4 separate regions of the Sus scrofa genome follow, and regions 1, 3 and 4 are each linked to region 2. The links are chromatin contacts, called in public Hi-C and HiChIP or PLAC-seq maps. All regions are on one chromosome and are shown on one strand. The core of a region is the stretch at or near the end of the contact, and the rest is flanking DNA. Distances in the headings are between cores, read along the strand shown.

Region 1 (2,700 bases), core at 170-2,669, 200 kb after region 2:
CAGCTGGGAGGGCTGACCAGGAAGGTCCCAGAGAATCTGAATTAGAACCTTTCAGCTCACAGGAAAACTTAGGCCCAGTGACAGGCCAACAACCAGCTTTAGGTCCCAGTGATTTGGGGCATAGAACTTTTTGGGGAGATCCAGGCCGGACACTAGACATGACCAGGAGAAAAGGACCTACGTCTAATTCTGCTTTTGCCCTAAGTTATTTGACTGATCCGGGGCCAGCCGCTGCCCCTCCGTGGACCTCGGCTGCCCGGCCCCTTTAACACGGCCCACGGAACCCACGCTCCCGTTCCTCAGGTACCAAAGGGCCAGAGAGCTCGGCTCCTTAAACCCAAACCCTCGCCGCCAAACTACCAGCCATTCTTTGTTTGTTATGATAATAACCGCGGAGTTGACCAACAGGGAGAAGACAGGGGCGGGATTCGACCAGGTATTTGCACCTATAGGGTTAATCACTAAATTGAAGAAACCCCGTGACCTGGAAGAACTGTTGAGTGACAGGAAGTGACACCAATGAGTGGCGGATCGGTGTGACGGGGTGGGGCTTAACCGCGAGAAAGCGGCCAATGAGCTGGAGCTCTTTAATGTTAACGGGAGTGTGAACAGCGAGCTCCTGAGGAGGTGGGTGCGGTGAACAGAGTTTCTCTGGAGGAGGGAGGAAAGAAGGGGTAAGGAGACAGCAGCCGCAGCCTTCCTTCTGTACTTACCGCGCCGGGAGGCGGCAGCCGGCGGCAACCCGGAAGCACTTCTCTTTGCCAGAGCGGAAGAACCCGCCAGAACTCGGGACACACCGCACGCATGCGTCTTTGGTCTTCTTTTGTTTTCTCTCTCCCGCCCACCAGACGGGAAGTGACGCTCACACGTTAGTCACGTGTTGGGCCGACCTTTGGCGAGCCGCTGCATGGCCCCGCCTTCAGCCTCAGCCAATCGGCTTCTTCGTCTCGGCCCCGCCCCGTCTGGCTTCAGGCGGTATTTGCAATGCAAAACTTCATGAAAAACAGCTGGCGGCCTCCAGCGTTAGGAATGGCACATTTTCCGGCTGCGTCCCAAGAAATTTAGTCCGCTTCTACCCCGGAGTCGCTAAGTGGTTTTATCCCCCACCTGTCTAGCTGCTCTCGCCCTCAGTTTCCTGTTGGGCGCATACATTCATACACGTATGCCTTCACCAGAAATACTTGAGTCCCTATTATATTCAATATTCCAGGCCCTCCTGGAAGCTGGAGATAAATCTAGGAACATGGTCTCTTCCCTCAAAGACCTCTGCAGTTAGTCTGTAGTCTGCAGCCCTGTAGTGGACTCACCATTCCCTTAAGATTGCCTGTCCAAGGAGTTCCCATTATGGCTCAGTGGAAGTGAACCCAGCTAGTATCCATGAGGATTCGCGTTGGATCCCTGCCCTCGCTCAGTGGGTGAAGGATCTGGTGTTACTGTGAGCTGTGGTGAGCTGGGATCCTGCATTGCTGTGGCTGTGCTGTAGGCTGGCATTGGTAGCTCCCATCTTACCCCTAGCCTGGGAACTTTGCTCTGCATCAGTGGCCCTAAAAAGCAAAAACAAAAGATTGCCTGTCCAGTTCTGCATTGGAGATTTTGTAAGGGACTGAGTGATTACTCAATCTTAGGGTCAGCATTCTGCTACTGAGACATTCAGCTGCCCTCTCCAGGCCTGGGCCAAATATGTTTAGTGGTCAGCCCTGGCACATCACTCCCACCTTCTGTTCTGTAGAGACTTCTGACTCAGCTTCCCAGTGAGCATGCCCTTCAGACCTGCTGATGCCTTCAAGCAGCAAAGTCCTTCAAATCTAACCCTTGTTAAATTCCATCACCCCCAAGACTCTGTCTCTTTTTTTTTTTTGCCTTTTGTCTTTTTAGGGCCACACCCACGGCATATGGAGCTTCCCAGGCTAGGGGTCTAATCGGAGCTGTAGCCACCGGCCTACGCCAGAGCCACAGTAACGCCAGATCCAAGCCGCTTCTGCGACCTACACTACAGTTCATGGCAACGCCAGATCCTTAACCCACTGAGCGAGGTCAGGGATCAAACCCGCAACCTTATGGTTCCTAGTCGGATTCGTTTCCGCTGCGCCACGACGGGAACTCCCAGAGTCTTTCCAGTTCCACAGTTCCACTCTTCCCCCAACCTGCTGGGTGACCCTTCATAAGCTCTGTCGCCTTATCAGGACTCAGTTTCCTCTTCAACCAGCGTCATCATCTCTGCCCAGCCTTCAGACTAATGTGAAGATTTGAGATAACACGTGTTAAGAGGTAGTGTACTGTGCATGTCAGCTGTCACTGTTGCTGAGCAGCTCTGGTTGTTACAGCTTTTTCATTAAGAGTAAAACTTGCCTGTTGCAAGTGTCCACAATTTCATTCATTCATTTCATTCATTCAACCCATACCTGCTGAATACCTTACTGTATGCCTGCCGCTACTCTAATAAAGTGTACACAATAGTGAACAAAACAAACCAAAAAACTCCTCACAGTACTTCCATTTCAATGAGAGAGAGAGAAGACAGGAAATTAAAATATATAGTTTTAAGACGGCAGTAAATACTAAGGAGGAAAAGAATCAGGGAAGTGGGAATAAAATATTGGCAGGAAAGATGTTTTATTTTATTTTGGGGGGGGCCAAGGAAGACCTTACTGGGAAGGTGACTTTGAGTAAAAGATTGGAAGAAAAAAAGAGGGGCACTGT
Region 2 (2,700 bases), core at 78-2,577:
ATAAAAATACTGCCGGTAAGTACACATGATTGTTTTCAACAGGTGAGGAAAATACACAGCTAATTATAGTAGTTGCTTCTGGGGAGGAAAAAAGGGTAATGAGTCTGACAGTAGAAGACACAGGTAAGTTCAAATTTTCTCTCTCATTGTATCATTAAAAAAAAAAAAGAGGATACAGATCGTGATGTCGGTTGTCAATTTGGGGTGATGAGTATACAGTGTTACTAACAGTCTCTGTATTAAGTTTCACGTAAGTGTAATTCCCATTTAAAATAGATGAGATGCCTGTACGCGGTGTAAACAGTACTCTGTAACTTCCCGTTGGTCCCAGATAAAGTTGATTGTCCTAATACTCTGTGAGCCCACACGACATCCTGGCCCTATCCGTGGGCGTCCTGGGAGCGTGTGAGCAGGGACCACAGGCTTGCGAGGTATTGGTTTCCCATGCACAAATAACAGGGTGTTGGAAATGAGTTAGGAAGCTGGAGTGCAGCATAGAGAATAGACAGTAGCTGGGGACGCAGACTGTGGGCGTAGGAAAGAGTACGGAGACGTGTGTGAAGTGGATCCCGGGGCGTGAGAGCCTAAGAAGCAGTTGGGGGGCTGTGGAGGTTCCCGCAAGGCTCTTCGGTGCTCAGCTTTCAGAAGCCTAAGCCACGCGGCTACCTCCCAGACTCCTCGGAACCCGCTGTTTTGCCCACTCCCTCCCTTTCGTCCACTCCCCTTCCCATCAACAACCTCCAACGCCCCTCACCCGGGATAATGGACCTCGAAGAGCCGCAGCTGCTTCAGATCGTGGACCACGAAGCCATTCTCCCGCCAATTTTGTCCTCTGACCTCCGCCTCCTGACCCCCAGCACCACTCTTCCACCTCTTGCGCCCGGAAATTCGTTCTGGGGCCTCAAGAAGCCGCAGTTTCTGGAAAACGAGTCCCGCCGAGGGGAGGAGGCATATGCTACAGCCAGTAAAATACATCCGTGTGGTTTATGTATATTTCACTACAAATCTCCTGTCTAGAGAGCAAAATTTAAACTTCCGGGTTAGCTTCCAGGCATTCTGGGAAACGTAGTCCTTAGTCTCCACGCTTCAGTCCTGCGGCCCAGAGTGAGGGAGCGTCGCAAAAGTGGACGGTTTAGGGACCCTTTTCTTTGGCTCTCCAAAGGGGAAAATTGGTGAAATATTTTCCCCGAAAATAGTACAAGCCCAATTTCTCATTTTGCAAGAAACGTCGCCCGCCGAAGCCAGACGAGCACGGGCTCCAATCCTTCTTGACCTTTAAATGGGTAGCAGGTAGACGGTCTCTTAGTTCTCGTCAGGTCTCCGCCTCTCTTGGTGCCCCGCCCCCTCTGCCAGAGCCCGCGCCGCCGATTGGCTGAGAGCACTTGAGCGGCGGAAGCAGCTGGCTCGCGCGGGGCCTGGGGGGAGGGGAGAGCTCTGAAGATGGCGGCAGTGGTGGAGGTGGATGTTGGAGCAGGTGCTGCCGGGGAACGGGAGCTGGACGAGGTAAGAAGAGTTGAGAGTCAAGAAGAGGAGAGACTCAACCCGAAAGTTAAGGGAGGGGAGAGGCGGCATCGGGAGTGAGGGGTCCTAGGAGAGCTGGGATCCTGAGAGGAAAGGAGCCGACTGGAGAGCGGGTGCGCGGAGAGGGAAATCTGAGGTACCCTCGACTCCTGGACTCAGGGGCTCGGAGGCGGTCATGAGGTGGAAGGCTTGCGGTACAGGGGTAGCGATGGAGAGCGGGGAGAGGAGTCGGAGAGGTGGGGGTGTTAAGAATCGAGGTTACTAGCTGGGGGTCCTGGGGCGGCAAAAGGGCTGCCAGGTGGTTTGAGTTGGAGGGGCGTGGACTTCGAGGAAGTGGAGTCTTCTTGGGCGAGAGGTTTGGAGTCGGGGGTGGGGACGCGCCCCGGGAAGAGTGCGGATCCACTAGGACTGTAGCTTGGAGTTATTTTTATGTAAGAGCTCTCTGTGTTCTAGAACTTTGTACACAATGTGGGCACAGTAAAGTTTTGGTCCACGAATGGATGAGTAAACGATTATAGCGCGGAATTCATTCATTCACTCACTTAACAAACATTAAGTATCATCTTTGTGCCGAGTCCTGGGCTGAGTGCTACGGACACGAGGGACCTCCCATTGGAGAGTCCACAGTCCGAAGGTGAGAGACACACACTAGTCGTCATTGCATCAGAGGTGTACTGTTGGCACTGAGAAGAGGGGACCAGTTCACTTGGGGCCAGGAACCGCTTCCCAGGGGAGAGGAGCTTAAGGGATAAGTGATTCTCTGGCTCTCTCTTTCTCCTGTAGACTTACGCCTGCTTCCAGCGTGAGCTCCTGAGGGTCTGTGTCCCCTTTTCCTACATAGCAGACATTTAACAACTGGTGTGGTTAATTACCAGTGGTCCTTGAAGGAAACCCCTGGGAGGAAGGAGACGTTGGTTTGAAGGGAATGAAGGGACAGCGCTGAGAAGCAGAGAGGGAAGTGGAGAAAGGAGAGGGAGAAGATTGCGAGGCCAAAGGAGCATTCCTGGCTAGGGGTGCTTGTGGTCTTGCACAAGACAGCGTACGGACAGAGGCAGGAGGAGGAGGAGAAGGGGATTGATTGTGGGGCGTGGAGCCAGTGGGAGCTTTGAGGGATCAGAATCTTAGAGGCTCTGGCTGAGTGTGGGGGCCGGGTTGGGGACACGGGGAAGCAGCCGGGAG
Region 3 (2,700 bases), core at 183-2,682, 170 kb after region 2:
TTTTCTGGAGGCAGTGCCACTCTGGGCACGAGGCTAACTTAATACAGAGATGCAAAAGCCACTAAATAAAGATGGGAAAGCCAGGTTCCTATCCCCTTTCAGCCCAAAAAAGCTCATTCATTTCAAAGCATATGTTAACTAATGGCCACAATACATTTCACACTCTGCACAGGCATCAGGATACAGGGGCAAAATATTCCGTCTCTATCTAGTAGGGCAGACAAATGCGCAGACACTCCGAACACCAGATGAAAAACGCTACCTTAGGGGTGAGCAAAAGAGGGGGCCCAGAAGGGGCAGCATCCACCCAGAGGAGCTCTCTTGCACCAATAACCTTCACACGGTCACATCACTTATGGTCATGAATGTGTACTCTCCGAGACGCTTCAAAGAAACACTTTACCTAATTTGACCCGCACACCCCCCACCCCCCGTCCAACAACCCCAGGAAAGTAGGTAAGGGCACGTAAACTCGTTGTTTACACCACACGTGAAAAAGTGAGGCTCACAATAAATTGACTCGTCCGAGACAACCCTCACTGCCAATAAAGCACCTCCTTCCCACTCAGGCCCCACCCACAAAGACGCCAGTGGAGCCAACCACGCACTGGTTATACAACCCCGGCCAAGCCGAACATAAACCTCAGAAGGGCCCCGCTGTAGTAAAGTGTGACAAAGCTGCGGGACTGTTTAAAAGAGGATCCACATAACGGGCGTGGCACAGCCTCTGAAACGTCGTCGGTGCTCGGGAACTGTTTACTAGTAGTACTACCGCTATTGTTAGCAGTAACGGGCGAGGACCATTACTACAGGAAGCCGCGGCCACAGGCTTTGAGGAAGCTGCACCACCCGCACCCCGTCGCCCGCAGACTCGATGCCACGGACACGCCCCCGAGCAGGCCCTCCCCCGAAGCACGTCCGCCGCCTCCCCTCGGACAAGGCCCTCTCCTCACAACCCTTACCCGCGACAGACTCTCCCCACTCAGCCTCGGTGAGGAACGAGGCCTTCCGTTCGCACCCGTCTCTCAGCACCCCCTTTAGGCCCCGGCTTCCCTGCGGGCGCCCAGGCCGCACACCAGCAGCGGGCCCGCGCCGCTTACCTGGCCGCGCGCTCCCGCTCCGCCTCTCGCCTACCCGGGATCGCCTTCGCCACGGGCTCGCGCCAGCGAGGCGAGCGCACAATTAGTTTAAACTATGGCCCCGCCCCCTCGCGCCGCCCTGCGATTGGTCCGTGTCGGCTGGCGTCGCACGCCCAGGGCACGCTGGAGGACCCGCGAAAAGGAAGTGGGAAGGGAGAAAGGGTGCCACAACTTCCGGAGCCCGGCCCGCGGCTTGAGGGCAAAAGCAACTACAAGTCCCAGCACCACCCGCGGCCTTGGCGCCCCCACCCGCCACGAACTGCAGCTCGCGGAAGGTATCGCGGTAGCGCCTACCGCGCCAGCCGGGACTTGTAGGCGAAGGTGGTTACCATGGAGTTGCGCCGAGTAACGCTGCGATAGTAGGACGCTGAGGCTGGCGGGGAAGCACTTGCGGGTGAGTTGAGCGGGGAGGGGCACGCAGGAAAAACTAAGAACTTCTCTCCTCGGGGATCTGAGACAACCCCGTCTTAACCCTTTTCACAACGACAAGGCACAAACCCATATGGGATAGACGGGCTCGTGGGGGGGGGGGGGAAGGCGGAGATAAATACCCATACAGATGTGGGGGTGCTTAAGATCGCCATCATCACAGAATAGGACCCCCTAATACTACTGTCTCAAGTCCCTGACACATTCTGGAAGATCTGAAACTTCTTCAGATATAGGGTTGGTTTTCCTCTGATCAACAGAAGACCCTCTGCAAGACATGGGAGTGGGATTAGAGCAAATCAAAAGTCTCTAATTCTGGGGATGTAGGAAAATTTCTGGGGCTTGAACGGCCCCTTTCCTTCCAGGCAGGAAGACCCAGAGTAGAGCCTCCTTTTCAGAGAGTCAGCAGGATCTTCCACACATACTTAGGAGGGGTCCTGTCTTTACCTCTTCTCCCTGCACCTCCTCTGTTGTCCGTCTCCCCAAGGTCTGCAATTAGAGCTTCATTCCTTTTCCAGACTTCATGACAGATCCGTTACATCTAGTAACTTACCTAGTGCTTTCACAGCCTCTTTCTTTTGAACTTTGTGAATCCAAGAATATTTATCCCATATCACAGACTGGAAAACCAACCTAGTGAGAAGTAGTGACAGAGGCCACGCACCAAGTCAGTGACAGCTAGGACTAGATCCCTGTTTGCCAACTTCCAGCTAAGTCTCTAGCTTGAGCTTACAGCCTCTCTAGTTTAAGAATGTGTTCAAAGTAGTAGATTAAACTGTCCCAGGGACAGTTTTTAAATGGGCTGTCGTGGGGGGGAGTGAACAATATCAGATTTGCATTTTGCAGGATTACTCTGGTTGCAGTAGGCAAAATGGCTGGGAGGGAAGGCAGAAAGGAAGTGATGGTAGCTCGGACTAGAGAAAAGACATTTAGGAAGCAAAGCTGACAGGTATTTATTCTGGATGGGAAATGGAAGGGGTATTCAAGGTAACTCTTGGTTTTCTGACCTCCGTAATGGTGGGGAGAGGGGAGAACACCGGAAGAGATCCAGGAGTACCCAGAGAGTATGAGTTCACCTGCAGACGTGTTGCAGGCGCCTGTCTTGGAGATAGCCTGGAAGTGGTGAAGAGGC
Region 4 (2,700 bases), core at 63-2,562, 170 kb before region 2:
GTCTGGAGTCAGAGGTTCAGCTTTACTATTTGACCATCCATAGATTTCTTTCTCTGTCCCCTCAAGCATCTACTGAACATTTATTTCGTTTCTCTTACCCATTATTTTATCTTTAGGACCACGCCACTTTTTGACTAATCCCTTGCCACCACTGAAAACACAGAGTGATTTATGTATGTTTTGGGCAGCGCCTATTTCAATCTATTAATGTCCCAGAAGGGGGTGGCCGCGTGGTAAATCTCAAGGTTTTGCTTTCTGAGCACAGTCTCGGCTATTTTATGTGGGACCCTTAGTCACTAGATCTACTTTCTAGAACAGACTCTACCCACCCTCTTGCAGGCTTCTGCTGCAAGTTAGGCCCTGGAGGAAAGGAACACCAGTGTGAAAATAAAACTGACCTTCAAGAGCCCTGCACAAAAGATAGGAAAGTAAATAACAGAATACAAAGTAACAAGGCTGTAACAGAGGCCTGCCCAAGCGTTACCCCCAACTCACTGGGAGAGATAGGCAAATGTATCCCAGAGAAGGTGGGAACATTTCAACCAGGACTTTATGAATAAGTAGAGCTTCCTAAAGTGCAGGTGGGAAACAAGTACCAGAACTGTTCTTTGTACCAAACCTTAAGTTGAGCCATGCCCTATGGCATCTCTAATGCTAACGTCTATTCTAGGGAAACAAGGAGGGGACGGTAGTGTTGGGGTTAGCATGGGTCAGCAGACAAGGAGGCCCGGTTTCGGGGCCTCGGAGCAGCTGCAGGTGAACTACGCGCGACAGACCTCCTAGGAGAGCCCTCCATCTGCGCACGTGGTCTGGCCAGGAAATGAGGGCAGGACGACTGGGGTGCTTTCCCATCACCTCCGGCTGACTGGGGCAGGGAAAGGGTAGAATAGTTACCATGCCATCCTGGAGTCTTCACTCTGATTGGCCCCAGCCTCAGCCGCCGGAGTCTCTCTGCTCCAAAGGAGGGGGCGGAGCCTTGGTATAACGTCATCACTCTTCTCCCAACCCCGCCCGATGTAGCCACTCACCAGCCCACTTCGAGGAGCCCTGTGTGACGTCACGACTCGCTCCCAGCCAACCACAGCGACGAGGGGCGGGACTCTGGGTCCCTCCCACCGCCCCTCCCCTTTCCTCCCCCTAGTTCCTGTGTCCCTCCTCTTCCCCCTCTCCCAGTTTCCCGAAGACAGCCCTCACGTTCGGTTTCAAAAGGCCCGTGGTCCAATGAGTAACAGGGAGGCCCTAGAGTGGCGGCGGCATCTACCAATGGGAAGACAGCGGGGGCGGAGCGGTCGCAGCGAGCCTCTGACGGCGGGCGGCGTGTGACGCAGTCGGGCCCTCTGCGCGCTGCGCCCCGAGCGGCGGTCGGTGTCGGTGGTGGCGGCGGAGGCGGCGACGGTTTCGTGGCGGCCGCGCGCTGCTCTCGGAGCGGCGGGTGGCGGACGGGCCTAGGCCCTCACTCCTGACACTTCCCCTCCCCCACAGCACCGCGGTAAGTCGGGAGCCGGGGTGGCGGTGGTGGCCGGGACCCGCAGGCTCCTCCTCCCCTCAGGGCGGGCCGGTGCGCGGGGCGTCCCAGGCCCTCGCTGCGCTGAAGTCTCGCGCCCCTGCGCGCACCTTCGGCCCCGAGGGAGGGGGCGGGGCCCCGAGGTCCGCGCTCGGGGCTCCGGGAGGGAGTCGCTGTCGGTGGGGTCTGGGCCCAGGGGTCCCGCGCTGCAGCCTGCGTGGAGGGGACGAACCTGCAGTTGGTTGTACTCATTCATTGGCCCGGCGGTGTTTAGGTGGGCCGGCCCTTTGGGAGGGCAGCGCCCTGAAACGCTGAATACGGCTCCCCCAGCACTTCCCTGACCCTCGCGAGGGATGGACTTTATTTGCCTTGGTTCCTCCGAGGGGAAATTTGCAGCTCTAGGGGAGGGTGAGTGGGTCGGGAGTTTCTAGCTTTTTCAAACAATGAGAACTAAGGTCGGCTTAATGGTGTGAAAGCTTATTTTCTGTTCTCCCACGTGTTCCCTGTGAAGCTTGACGAGGAGACATCTGAGGTGTCTGGATTACTATGGACATAAGGACATTAGAAATTAAGCCAATCCCCTTACCGTAAGTCACGTGCAAGTTTTTTAGGTGGAGAAACTGAGGCTCAGAGAAGAAACAGAGTTAACCAATTATCAGGTCTGACTCAGTCTAGAAATTTTTCTCCTGCACCACCCTTCCTGGGTTCTAGCCTACCAGTACTGAGGACTCCCTTTGGAATGGTGGAGGGGGTTAAGGTGGGGACCCTGGGTAGTTAGAAGCAGACATAGTCTTCAGTAGCGTTTCTGATGGAGTTGCTACCAGCTCTGTTCATGGTAAGGCACATGCTGAAGGATCCGGCATTATTACTGCTGTGGCTCCAGAGGATGCTGCTGTGGGGTTGGATCCCTGGCCCAGGGACTTCTGCATGTCGCAGATGCAGGGGAAAAAAAGTTGGTTAAAGAATGTCAGTGATGACAAAAATAAAAATAAAGGACTTCCCCTGTGGCTCACAACATAACTACTCAGCGTTGCTTCTACAGTGGCTGTGGCTCCACCTCTAGCTCAGGACCTAGAGTATGCCGCAGGTGCGGCCACTTGTTATGGAGTTCCCGTCGTGCCTCAGTGGTTAACGAATCCGACTAGGAACCATGAGGATGCAGGTTCGATCCCTGGCCTTGCTCAGTGGGTTAAGGA

Evidence for each region. Hi-C and Micro-C count contacts between places; a contact is called where the count stands out from the background. HiChIP or PLAC-seq counts read pairs in DNA pulled down with a chosen protein or histone mark.
Region 1: an H3K27ac HiChIP or PLAC-seq map of skeletal muscle shows a contact between it and region 2. The contact joins the promoter of ANAPC15 here to the promoter of LOC100523131 in region 2. A contact is called at or near these places in 1 of 47 Hi-C or Micro-C datasets (heart right ventricle) and 2 of 2 datasets of contacts at active chromatin or transcription factors (alveolar macrophages and skeletal muscle).
Region 3: a contact with region 2 is called in a Hi-C map of embryonic fibroblasts, with 1.8 times the contacts expected there. The contact joins the promoter of LRRC51 here to the promoter of LOC100523131 in region 2. A contact is called at or near these places in 3 of 47 Hi-C or Micro-C datasets (embryonic fibroblasts, heart right ventricle and liver) and 2 of 2 datasets of contacts at active chromatin or transcription factors (alveolar macrophages and skeletal muscle).
Region 4: a contact with region 2 is called in a Hi-C map of heart right ventricle, with 4 times the contacts expected there. The contact joins the promoter of NUP98 here to the promoter of LOC100523131 in region 2. A contact is called at or near these places in 1 of 5 promoter capture datasets (fetal liver), 5 of 47 Hi-C or Micro-C datasets (fetal heart ventricle, heart right ventricle, liver and 1 more) and 1 of 2 datasets of contacts at active chromatin or transcription factors (alveolar macrophages).

The regions. Positions count from the first base shown.
Region 1 is chr9:6,688,494-6,691,193 of Sscrofa11.1, forward strand. It overlaps ANAPC15 (anaphase-promoting complex subunit 15), which reads right to left and starts at 1,420. Exons shown (of 5, transcript XM_013999278.2): 1 at 714-1,420. The coding sequence starts at 806.
Region 2 is chr9:6,487,380-6,490,079 of Sscrofa11.1, forward strand. It overlaps LOC100523131 (short transient receptor potential channel 2-like), which reads right to left and starts at 1,328. Exons shown (of 25, transcript XM_021062471.1): 1 at 755-1,328. It overlaps RNF121 (RING finger protein 121), which reads left to right and starts at 1,377. Exons shown (of 9, transcript XM_003129616.4): 1 at 1,377-1,503. The coding sequence starts at 1,441.
Region 3 is chr9:6,661,690-6,664,389 of Sscrofa11.1, forward strand. LRRC51 (leucine-rich repeat-containing protein 51) reads left to right here and starts at 1,433. Exons shown (of 6, transcript NM_001282115.1): 1 at 1,433-1,533. It overlaps NUMA1 (nuclear mitotic apparatus protein 1), which reads right to left and starts at 1,277. Exons shown (of 26, transcript XM_005653665.3): 1 at 1,101-1,277. LOC102158722 (a long non-coding RNA gene) reads right to left here. Exons shown (of 4, transcript XR_297536.2): 4 at 2,034-2,681.
Region 4 is chr9:6,318,304-6,321,003 of Sscrofa11.1, forward strand. It overlaps NUP98 (nuclear pore complex protein Nup98-Nup96), which reads left to right and starts at 1,313. Exons shown (of 34, transcript XM_021062427.1): 1 at 1,313-1,489. PGAP2 (post-GPI attachment to proteins factor 2) reads right to left here and starts at 996. Exons shown (of 7, transcript XM_021062450.1): 1 at 895-996.